Regions from separate parts of the Gossypium hirsutum genome. Here regions 1 and 3 are each linked to region 2. A link is a contact called in public Hi-C data. All regions are on one chromosome and are shown on one strand. Each heading gives the region's core, a stretch centred on a gene start, on an enhancer-like site or on the middle of the called end of the contact. The rest is flanking DNA. Distances are from core to core; before and after follow the strand shown.

What was found. A called contact is a pair of places that touch in the nucleus more often than the background predicts.
Region 1: a Hi-C map of leaf shows a contact between it and region 2, with 4 times the contacts expected there. The contact joins the promoter of LOC121215392 here to the promoter of LOC107950387 in region 2. A contact is called at or near these places in 11 of 34 Hi-C or Micro-C datasets (callus, hypocotyl, leaf and 2 more).
Region 3: a Hi-C map of leaf shows a contact between it and region 2, with 4 times the contacts expected there. The contact joins the promoter of LOC107950893 here to the promoter of LOC107950387 in region 2. A contact is called at or near these places in 11 of 34 Hi-C or Micro-C datasets (callus, hypocotyl, leaf and 1 more).

The regions. Positions count from the first base shown.
Region 1 is chrD03:6,062,845-6,066,402 of Gossypium_hirsutum_v2.1, forward strand. LOC121215392 reads right to left here and starts at 1,367. Exons shown (of 4, transcript XM_041089848.1): 1 at 847-1,367; 2 at 489-707; 3 at 280-337. The coding sequence starts at 1,367.
Region 2 is chrD03:6,275,095-6,278,984 of Gossypium_hirsutum_v2.1, forward strand. It overlaps LOC107950387 (18S rRNA aminocarboxypropyltransferase), which reads left to right and starts at 1,548. Exons shown (of 9, transcript XM_016885236.2): 1 at 1,548-1,799; 2 at 1,902-1,930; 3 at 2,045-2,091; 4 at 2,881-2,946; 5 at 3,706-3,746. The coding sequence starts at 1,720. LOC107950388 (a long non-coding RNA gene) reads left to right here. Exons shown (of 3, transcript XR_005911113.1): 3 at 40-422.
Region 3 is chrD03:6,126,840-6,130,557 of Gossypium_hirsutum_v2.1, forward strand. It overlaps LOC107950893, which reads left to right and starts at 2,204. Exons shown (of 1, transcript XM_016885811.2): 1 at 2,204-3,407. The coding sequence starts at 2,204. The coding sequence ends at 3,268. LOC107950391 (protein NEN4) reads right to left here and starts at 1,378. Exons shown (of 4, transcript XM_041089678.1): 1 at 288-1,378; 2 at 97-207; 3 at 1-13. The coding sequence starts at 737.

The DNA.
Region 1 (3,558 bases), core at 117-2,616, 210 kb before region 2:
CTTTCTTTTCCCCACCATACTAGGAAGTCCTAGATATTGCTCAAAATCATTAGCTCTTCTAACTCCAAGGATCTGTGAAACAACACTCCTTTCACTCTCTTTTGTATTAGTACTGAAGAAAAAAGTCGATTTTTCAAAATTCACACGGGGCCCAGAACTTGTCTCGTATTCTTGCAGTATCTGTTTTAATGAATGTGCTCCCCTATCTGTAGCTTCAGCAAATAAAATACAATCATTTGCAAATAATAAATGGGAGATAGTCGGCCATCTTCGACTTACTTTAACACCTTTCAAAACATTTTCCTCTTGTGCTAACCTCATTAGACTTGAGAGTCCTCTACAAATAAGGAATAAAAATGAACTTAGAGGATCCCCTTGCCTAAGACCTCTCGATGGGAGAAACGTTTGACCGATATTTCCATTGAAACTCAGAGTAAGAGACTGAAGAGACACAAGTCAGTACTAAATCAATCCATCATGGGTCAAACCCCATTTTTTCCATTACTCCTCTAACAAACTCCCATTCAACCCTATCATATGCCTTACTCATGTCCAGTTTAAGAGCCATGAATCCTTTTTTCCCCAATCTCTTCAGTTTCAAAGTGTGCAGAATTTCATAAGCAAGTAACACATTATCAGAAATCAGCCTTCCTGGAACAAAAGCACTCTGAGCTAAATCAATACATTTATGAATTAACCCTCGTAGCCTATTCGCAATGACTTTAGCAATCAGTTTGTAAATCACATTACATAAACTAATAGGTCTAAAATGGGTAACGCTCGAGGGATTTTGGATTTTTGGGATGAGCACAATATTTGTTTTATTAATTGATTGGAACTCTATACCTTCGTTTAATCTTTGGAGACAAAAAATTGGAGATGTCATCCCCAACAATTGACCAACACTTTTGATAGAATAAGGCTAGGAAACCATCCTCTCCCGGTGTTTTTGCAGGCCCCATTCCTGAAAGAGCTTCCCGAATTTCATCTTTTGTGAACCTTGCATTAAGTTTAATGTTATCTTCCTCAGAAATACACCTTCTAATACCTGTCAAGATATTCTCAAAGTTATGTTGCCCTCCTGTTGAAAACAATCGTAAAAAGTACGATCTGGCAATTTCCTCCATATTCTTCCATTCTTCAGTTGCCCTGCCATCTTCACCCTGCAACTTGTGGATTCTGTTTTGCCTCCTTCGTTGCGATGCTTGTTTATGAAAGAAACTTGTATTTCTGTCTCCCATTTTTAACCAATTAATTCTAGCCCTCTGCTCCCAATAGCTTTCATCCTTTTCAATTTCTAAGTTCAGATGGATTTTTGTGTCAATAATCTCTGCCAAGTTCTCACTTCTATCTGCATCAAGCAACATTTCTAATTTTGACAATAAGACCTCGTTTGTCATCCTTTTATTCTGTTGGAACTGGACACTCGACCTTTGTAACCCTCGTTTTAAATTTTCCAGCTTCTGCATAAGGTCTCCTGTTGAGTTTTCTCAAATACTTTTAGTCTCATCCAAGAAAGTATCTTCCAAAATCCACCATGCTTCAAACCTGAACCTCTGATATGCTATCCTTCTAACTCTCTGATCCGTATCAATGAGAAGTGGACAATGGTCTGAGAAAGAATGAGGGAGGTGTTGAATAAGAAAATTTGGAAATAAATCACTCTATCATTCTATTGCCACTCTTCTGTCTAATCTTTCTTGGATATTAGATTCTGGCAAATTTCCCTTCTCCCACGTAAACCTCCTACCTGAATAACCCAAATCCACTAAACAACAGTCTTCCAAGGCCTTCTGAAATGCTTCCATTCTTTTTTCTTCTCTAGGTAGACCACCTTTCTTCTCGAAATTATATAAGATTTCATTAAAATCCCCACAAACCAGCCATGGGTCATCTCCTTGGTTTCTTAATTGTCGCAACAAGTTCCATGATTCCTCCCTATCATATGAATAAGGGAACCATAAAAACCTGTAAATATCCACTTTTCTCCATCTCATTCTTCCTCAATGATCACAGCAATATGTCTATTTGAAAAACTCTGTAGTGCAATACTAGCGTTCTTTCTCCATGCTGAACAAAGTCCTCCTCTAGATCCAATTGAATCCACATCAATTCCAAAGTGAAATCCACAACTTCTTCGAATTTTTTTCATTCTTTTTTGTTTATTTTTGTCTCCATTAAGAAGATCACTAGGGGATAGTGTTTCTTCAGCGAGTGTCGAAGTCGATGAACTGTTCCAGGATTCCCCAAACCTCAGACATTTCAACTTAGTATTTTCATTGCGATCGGTCGGCTTGCCTCTTGACAGCCGCCGATAATAAATGATTGAATCCTTGTACTTTCCTATCTCTCCCTTCCATCTCCCTACTATTCTCAATATCCTTTCTCCCTCTCTTTTTTCCCTCTTCTCCAATAATCATCTCATTCTCCAACTCCTGTTCTATAGCCATTTGACTATAATCATTTAAAGGTCTAACCCTTTCTATTTGTGAGGAGAACCCATTACCTTCTAGATTAAAACCTAAGATAGGATCAACACTTCCCGTAAAAGTTCCTACGTTTCCCCTTTCATTATTTCCTCCACTCATTCCTCCCCCAGAACCTCCTTCCTCCCGTAACCATACACTCCTCATTGCTTGGGCTCTTCTTGATTGTGCACGCAGAGATAAATCCCATCCCATCACATCAACTTCAACCCTTGCCTCCATTTTTTCCTCACAAAAGGAGTCACTATGTCCAAGACGGCCACAGTAGAAACAAAAAAGAGTCAATCTTTCGTACTTAAATCTAACATAAGAGCACTTGTTTTTAAACATAACCTGCTTTTTCCTTTTGAGAGGGTGCCGAACGTCAACTTGAACTGTTATCCTCATGAAATTCATATTTTCTTTCCCCAAACTAGATCCATCGTATTCTTGAAAAATTCCAATAAAATTCCCTAACTGCATCGCTAATTTATTAGAATAAAACCCTATAGGCACATCATGTATTTGAACCCAAGAAGGTGATGAGGTTAGAGGAACTTTTAGTGGATCTTCCCCCTTGTAACTTGTGTAAAATTAGTAGATGATTAATGAATGCCCAAGGAGCCCCTTTAATAACTCTTTCCATGTCAATAACATGGAAAAACTTAAACGAGTACCTTTTTTCCCAGATCTCTAATTTGAACACCCTTGACCGGATGCCAAAGATTAGCCATTGTGCTTTTCATTGCTGGATAATGGATGATACTGGCTGTAAGAAAACAACCAACCAAACTAAGAGATTCTTCATTATTAATTAAATCTGAGTCACCTTGTGCTTGCAGGATCTCTTTTTCTTCTTCATCAAGAGATAAACCCGCAAATTCTGATTCCATGGATGTTGTACCCGAAGCCTCCGTTAAAGACATCACTTCAAATAAATGGAGATGAGCGCCGCCAAAAGAAAACCAGAAGAAAAAACTTGCCAGAGAGGCAGACAGAGACGTGCTAGGGTAGCAGACTTTTTTAATTATTAAACTCATTCAAAAACCTAGTAAATTTATATCTATATATATAGTTTCAATTAAAATTATTT
Region 2 (3,890 bases), core at 298-2,797:
TGTGCTTATTCAAGAACAATATGACCGATGATTTTGCAGGTGTGTTCACTTCATAGCCAAGTTATGAATTGGGATCAGGGGCTGCAATGGACTAGCACCGAACTTAAAGGAAAAGCATTCTTATTTCTTAGCCATATTATTGAGATTGGCATGGTCAACATACATTAATTCAATATGGAGGGAGAGGAACCAACGACAGTTTGGAAGTGAGCAGAGATCTAAGAATGCTCTGCTTGAGGAAATTAAAAAGGTTATAAGATTGAGACTAACTGGGGTAAGAATTAGCATGAATAATCTTATTATTAGCCAGCTGTATATTGTATAAGTTCTTTTTTTATTTTTATTCTATAGAATGCTCCGTTTGTAACATGACACTCTTTTTTGTTAATTAAAATTTCATTTAGGTACAATTTACTTAAAAATATATAGGGTAAATGTTTATAGATCATCATTGTTCTCGTAAAGAGCTACACTTTTCAAAATGTCCAACTAAGAGTTTAACAAGTAAAGTTTAGAGATTAACTTGGATAAAAAAAAATTCAAGTCTTAATGTAAAAATAATTACTAAATTTAAGGACTAATTTAAATGAAAAAGTTCAAACCCTATCCTGAGAACAAGTATCATCAAAATATGGAGTTTCAACATTTATCCACATTGACAAATATTATTTACATTGGAGTAATGTACCCCGACCAAAAGTTAAATTGTTACTAGAATGTAGGTTTGAATGAATTTTAAGTCTCATTTTTTATATGGATCGAGCCTTGGGTAAGGATTTTTTTGGTCCGAGCCATGCCCAATCCAAAAATATTATGTTATAAAAATATTATATTAATTATATATGTTAAATAAAAATTATATATATTTATATTAAATCACTGACCCAATAACAATTAAACCCATTACCCAAAACTTAAAAAAAAAACTTATCCAGCTAAATAGTCTATCCCAAAATATAAAATTTTAAAAATTATATTTAATACAGTAAAATATAAATACTTTTTAATGTGTTAGAAAAATTTTATTTTAGCATTTTTTAGTACCATCGAACAAATCCATTGACACAAATACTGCATGGGAGAAAATTGAGTTATTTGGACCCGAAGGATTGATCGGACGAACTACTAATTTTTGGATACGAGATATCCATCCTAATCGCTATGGACGCATTTGCCCAATTGACATGTTTGAAGGGACCAATATTGAACTTATTGGATCCTTAGCAATTCATGCTAGGATTGGTCATTGGAGGTCTCTAAAAAGTTCATTTTATAAAATCTTTGATAAAAAAAGTTATTTATTTTTAAAAAATATATATATTTAAAAAGCTATTTATGTTGCAAATTAAATATAAACGGATCAAATCGAGCTCAAATTTACATTTTTTAAATTGACTCAAACTTGAACAAAAATAAAAAAAAAACTTATTTTTTAAATCAAACCGAACTCAAACTTAAAAAATTAATTTAAATACCTTCCATAAGCCCCATTTAAACTTAACTCGGTCCATAATCACCTCAAATTTTTAGATATCACACCATTAGCTAGGTATCTACTTCTGCTTTTTTCTTTTTGGGCCGAATCGGTTTAGGAACTAGTAGGAGCCGCCGCCCCCACCGACCCGCCTAAGCAGAACACAAAAGCAAAGCCCCCGTGATCACCACTCTTTCTCGTCGAAGTCCAGTTATTTCAGAGCTAAAATACGAAATAGAAAGGGAATGGGTCACAACAAGCCCCGGCGTTTCAAAACCCATAACTCTCATCGGGGACAGTCTAGCAGAAACCATCAATTCCAAAGGTTCTGTTTTGTTTTTCTTTTTCAATTTCACTTTTAAACCAATCTAATTTCAAAATCAATCTTCTAAGCTTTTATTTTTCCTTTATTGCTGTACTTTTCCAGGGAAGATGAATCTCTCCCACATGATCAACGTACTAATTCCATAACCATATCTTCATTACTTCAATTGTTTTGTTTGGATATATCATGTGTTTGATGTTTTGCCACTGTTAATTGCTTTTTTTCTATTTTCCTTCTCCATGCAGCTCCCGAAGAGGAACCCAATGTTCCTAAAGTTCAACTTGCTATGTGGGTTTGTATTTTTCTCCTACTTCTTTTTTTGGTTAAATGTTATTGAAATTAATTTTTTTTGGCTAGCTTTAATGGAAGTTTTTATGTGTTCGTAGAATTTGTGATAGGGAACTTTTGTTTGATCAGAATGTGTTTGATAACTCATATTATCTATTAACAGGAAATTTTCAGAAACAAGTTTTGAACGGGACTAATCAATTTAAATGCAGAACATGTTGCAGTTTTATATTTGAACTGTTTTTTTTCCACTAAAGAAGATATATTTAAATTACTCCTTTTTAATTTTTTATTTAGAACTATCCAAAATAATAATAATAAATTAGGTTAATAAGGTTTAAATCGTGAAATGAATAGTTTCTCATTATTAAATATTTACAGCTACAAATAGTGTAATTATATTGAGTACTTAATTTTCAGTAATATACTAAACAATTTTTATAAAACAATTTTGATACTTAAATTTAAACACTTAACTTTTCAGTTTATTAAACACACTTAAAATTTTCAGTTTATCAAAGAACATCTTATTCTTTAATATCTTTTTTTTTTTTTGAAAAATGCCTTTTCCTTAAAAAGTGGCTTCTATGGATTGATGACTTCAAGCATATTGCTATCACAATGGTAATTGCCAGCAATGCCAAGTCATTGTCTTCTTTAGCTTTGCTTATTATTTTGAATCCGTGATCAAATCGTTCTTAAAATGGTGTTTGACAGTTGGCCTTTTGATTTTCTTTTTCTTTAATAATTGCTTGCATGGATTACCCTCATTGTTTTCTTCTTGTTGACTCAGGATTTTGGACAGTGTGATGCAAAAAGGTGCACTGGGCGCAAACTTGCAAGATTTGGGTTGTTGAAAGAAAGTATCTACTAGACTAAATTTCCCTGAAATTTAATTTTGTTATGCATGTTTGAATTTATCTTATTTATGTCACGTCAAATGTGCTTTGTGCTCCGTAGACATTACAGTGCATGGCTTGTTTTGTAGTTGTTTTGCATGAGAAATGTGTCATTGTGTTGGATTCAAGACAAATTTGCGCACCATACCTAAGGTTGGAATAAGTAAGAGTGAAAGATAACTAAGAGACTTATGGGTGGAAATTGGGTATGAATAGCCTGCCAATGGGTGTCTGGTGGCAGTAAATCACATCTATTTTGAAATAAGATATGCAGAGTTTTACATGCAGAGAAGAGAGAGTGAAATTCCTAGAAAACTTCTATGGGCTTTTAGAAAGGTAAAATGGAAAAGTTAACATTGAATTTTTGAAGTTGGCTCTTGGTTCCTGGTATTAATAACGACTACTGTTTAGCATAGTCATCTGATACAAATAGATTCTGCCCTCATAAGCAATCCCAAATTTAAGCTTTAGGAAATTGAAATTTCAGCTTTCACTTCCAGAGGCTTGGAAATTGGTTCTAATATTCATAAATTGTCTTGTTGAGTTTAGGATCTTGCATTATTAGCCAGTCAAATGATTTGTCAATGGTCGATTTAGAGAATAGTAGTAACTTGTGAGTGCAATTAGTTTACGTAAGATCAATCAATTGATTCAGTCATTTTGACCTTAAGGTCATATTCACTTTCTACTAATCTGGAGCAATAAATGATTTCATGCAGGATTTGCGTGTAAATAGTGGTTTTGGCGGCATTGTTTTAAGGTACTTTCAATAAATCTTCTTTTTGTTTTGGGGAAAGGATGATTTGAACTCCCTTCTTTTAGTTAGCAGCATACATGCACCTATTATCGGGCCAAATGCTCAGGATGCCACGTTGAACAACTTTGACATTTGCTTTTCCTAAGT
Region 3 (3,718 bases), core at 954-3,453, 150 kb before region 2:
GGAGGCTTGATTCCTATACAAACTCAAAACCCTTTAAACATTTCTTCTTTCAAAACTGGGTGTTGAATTGAAATTCAGTAATGTTTGAGAACATACCAAAAACAGCACAGTTGCACAATGTTTTAGAACCTCTAAATTCATACGAACATCATCCAGGCTCCTGTGTTTTTGTTGCCCAAGTCCAAAGTAAGTAGCTAAGCTTGCCATCTGCATGAACATATGACAGGTTTATGATCATGTCTTAAAATTGCATGAATTTCAAGTTTGGATATATGAATGTTTTTTACCTTCATGTTACCAGCTCTTTTGCCAAACTTCTCAGTGAGGACACCTAAAGAATCAATGATCCCAACAGGTACAGGAGGTGGTCTACCAATGTCAGCAAAGGCCTCCTTAATACGAACACAATCGAATCTCTGAATGTTATGACCCCCCCAAACCCTACCATTCAAAAGGTTGAATATTTTGTCAGCAACTTCTTCAAATCCAGGTGCGTTTGCAACAGCATCTCTAGTTATCCCATCAGACCTGCCGGACCTCAATGCAACAACAGACAAGTCCTTGGGCTTTATCAGGGTACTATAACTCTCTAGCTCAACCAGGTTCCTTGGACACACTACAATGGCACCAAACTCCAATACACAGAACCTTTGACCGGTTCTGTTGGGTACTGTAGTTTCTATGTCGAAAAACACAATTTCTGCTGACCCTTCTTGGCATGGAATAAAACCCTCCATTTTTCTGCAAGTTTACTGGTTTTTGGTTTCAAGTTTTTTTTGGGTGATGTGGATTGAGATTGTGAATCCTGGTATAAATGGGGGATGGAAGATGGGAAAGAAAAGGAGATAATACAAGGGTGGAAGAAGAGAATTCTTGGCATTAGAGATTTGATTGTCTTGTAGTTCAAGTCTATAGTTTTTAGGCTTTGGAGGATTGCCTTATGCAAAGGGCTTTGGGTTGGTTTTCCTTCATTGTTATGTTACCATGTTGTTAGCCATTTCTGTTTGGAGCAGCAACCTTTTGGACAAGTTGACGCTTTTCTCTCCATTAAAATAATAAAGATGTAGAAAACATGATATTTACGATGGAAGATATGAAGCAAGTTTGTTTGGAAAGGGAATTGATTCCTTAGAATTCTACATCTGCTTACCCTACAAACAAATATTCCTTGGGAACATTCACATCTCAGGGCTGGGAGAATTTTAGGATGAACATATACTATATTGACGTCATTGGAGGAAAATGGAAACTTTGGGATAAAGGCTCTCTTTTGCCATAATCCTAACCATACATGCATAAATGTAACAAAAAGGAAAATGAATATAAATTCTATATTTTTTTGTATTGCAAGTTGCAACACACCTATTATGTGTTCGGTTGAAGACAGGAGCGGCCCAAGAAGCCCAAGGCAATTATATCAATTGGGCCAAAAAGTTCTCACTTCTACTTTATTCTATAGATTTGTCCATAGTTGGATTGAAGCAAATATTGTCGAGATAATCAACTTAAGGAGGAAACTATAGCTCCTAGCCATTTATAGCAGACTGTTGCAGCACACACATCACCATAGGGACCCTGCAACTGATTAATAACAGTTGTAACAGCTACAACAACTCACAACAAACTCAACCAGCTTAAAAGAGACATTTAACATGTGCTCCTTAATTATACAATTGACAACAAATTATTAGCATTTAGTTACTTATTTTTGAAGTTGACAATGATCAAGTTAGTCTGATTTTTGAGAGCTACCAATTTACTCAAGATTTTTATTTATTTCTAAAACTAAAATTAAATAAAATATTTATAAGTATAATAATCATTATTCCAAGAGTCAATTTTAAACAATCAAAACAAACCGACTAAAGTGTGAACACAAACCAAATGGTTTGATCTGTTTTAAAAATGATTTAAGGTTGTGTAGCTTGAGAGGGTATGAACGTGCAAGCATTTAGAAGCACAAATAAAATTTTAATTATTTTTGTATTTTGACCAAGTTAACAAAGTGAGTGGTGTTAGAGTGGTTGTGGCACGCATCAACAGTTAATTATTGTAAAGATAAGTGAATTTTGTAATGGTGATCAGCCTTTAATCATGCGACATGCAAATCACTTACAGAGCTGCTCTACCAATATATGGTCCTGGCTGTTAGACGATCTCATCGTTTCATTTCATCCTCACAGTTTTGTTTCTTTTCAATTCAATGGCACTTTCTACTTCGAAAATAGTTCCCACCACCAACAAAATTGCTCGAGAACTCGATGAAATTTACAAGGACCTTCATGAGCTTGACTTTGCTATTCAAGTGCCTAAGACCCTAGACAAGAAGAATAGCCTGCAAAGGGAAAAACAAATATCCGTTGATCCAATTTCATTACGAGAATCATCCATGGGAGAAATAAGTTTCAACATGATGTTACCACCTCAAGCTGAAACTGATTACCCTTTTCCACCCCCTTTGCTCCCCGCAAAGCACAAGTTCTTAAGTTGCAGCCTTCCAAACTCCGCGACTTCTTCCCCTCGATTCGGCTCGAGGAAGAACTTGAAACACGAAAGCCAAGCGTTGCCTCAACAGGTTGACGAGTTGGTCAATAAGAACCCATCACTTCAAAACACGACGTTTTGGAGAAGCAAGTCATGTGGAGATGGAAGAACATATGGACCACCGGATGAACTTGATGATCTATGGATGTACAAGCATCATAGGCATGGAGGTTTAATCTCCAAACCCAATGTTAACAATCAGGAAATGGATGGTAGTAATGAAGTTGACTTCAAATGCGGTGCCCTTTGCCTGTTGCTACCAGGATTTACCAAGGCAAAGCAAGTGAGGACAAGAAAAAGAGAACCTAGGGTGAAGGAGAATAATGTGAATGTGATATCGAGAACAGTTTCCCTTGAAAAGTTTGAATGTGGATCATGGGCTTCATCAACAATAATACCAGACCATGATGTTGGTGATCTATACTTTGATCTTCCATTGGAGTTGATCAATAACCTTGGGAACGATGCACATTTACCGGTTTCAACTGCTTTTGTGTTCGATAATAAAGATGTAAAAGGGGTATTGAAGAATGGTTCAAATCAAACAAGATCAACAACAACAACAACAACAGGCAGGAAATCCCATGAATCATCATCTCGGCATGTTAGGTTTTCGACGTCATCCCCAACATCGTACCCTGCTTCACCGGCTTCTTGCATTACGCCTCGTTTGCGTAAAGCTAGGGACGATTTTAATGCTTTCTTAGAGGCACAAAGTGCATGAAATTTTTCTATACTCGAATTTTGTTCTTTAACACTGTGTATGAATTTTTTTTTCGGTCCCTCTTTTGTTTACCGTTCAGGCATTGCCCCCCAAGAAAATAAAACTTTATGCAATAGGGACCCAATGATTTTAGAAGACGAGACCTACGCGATTGACGCAAATTTTCTTTCCTTGCTATAATATATACCGGTGTAATTTTCTTGCCAAATTAATATGTTGGATTTGCTTGATATAAAAGGCAGAAAGCAAAATGGAGGCGTCCTTCAAGTAATCAAACACATTAGCACCTCCAAATAAATATCTAGCGTATTATGTGTCTAAAGTAAGCATTATCGATGGTATTAGAGCATCATTAGTCTCCGACGAGAATTCATCTTAATTTGCACATTTGTTTTTCTTTTTCTCTATCTATATTATCACATTTCATCTTTCGTCCACAATCAACACTCT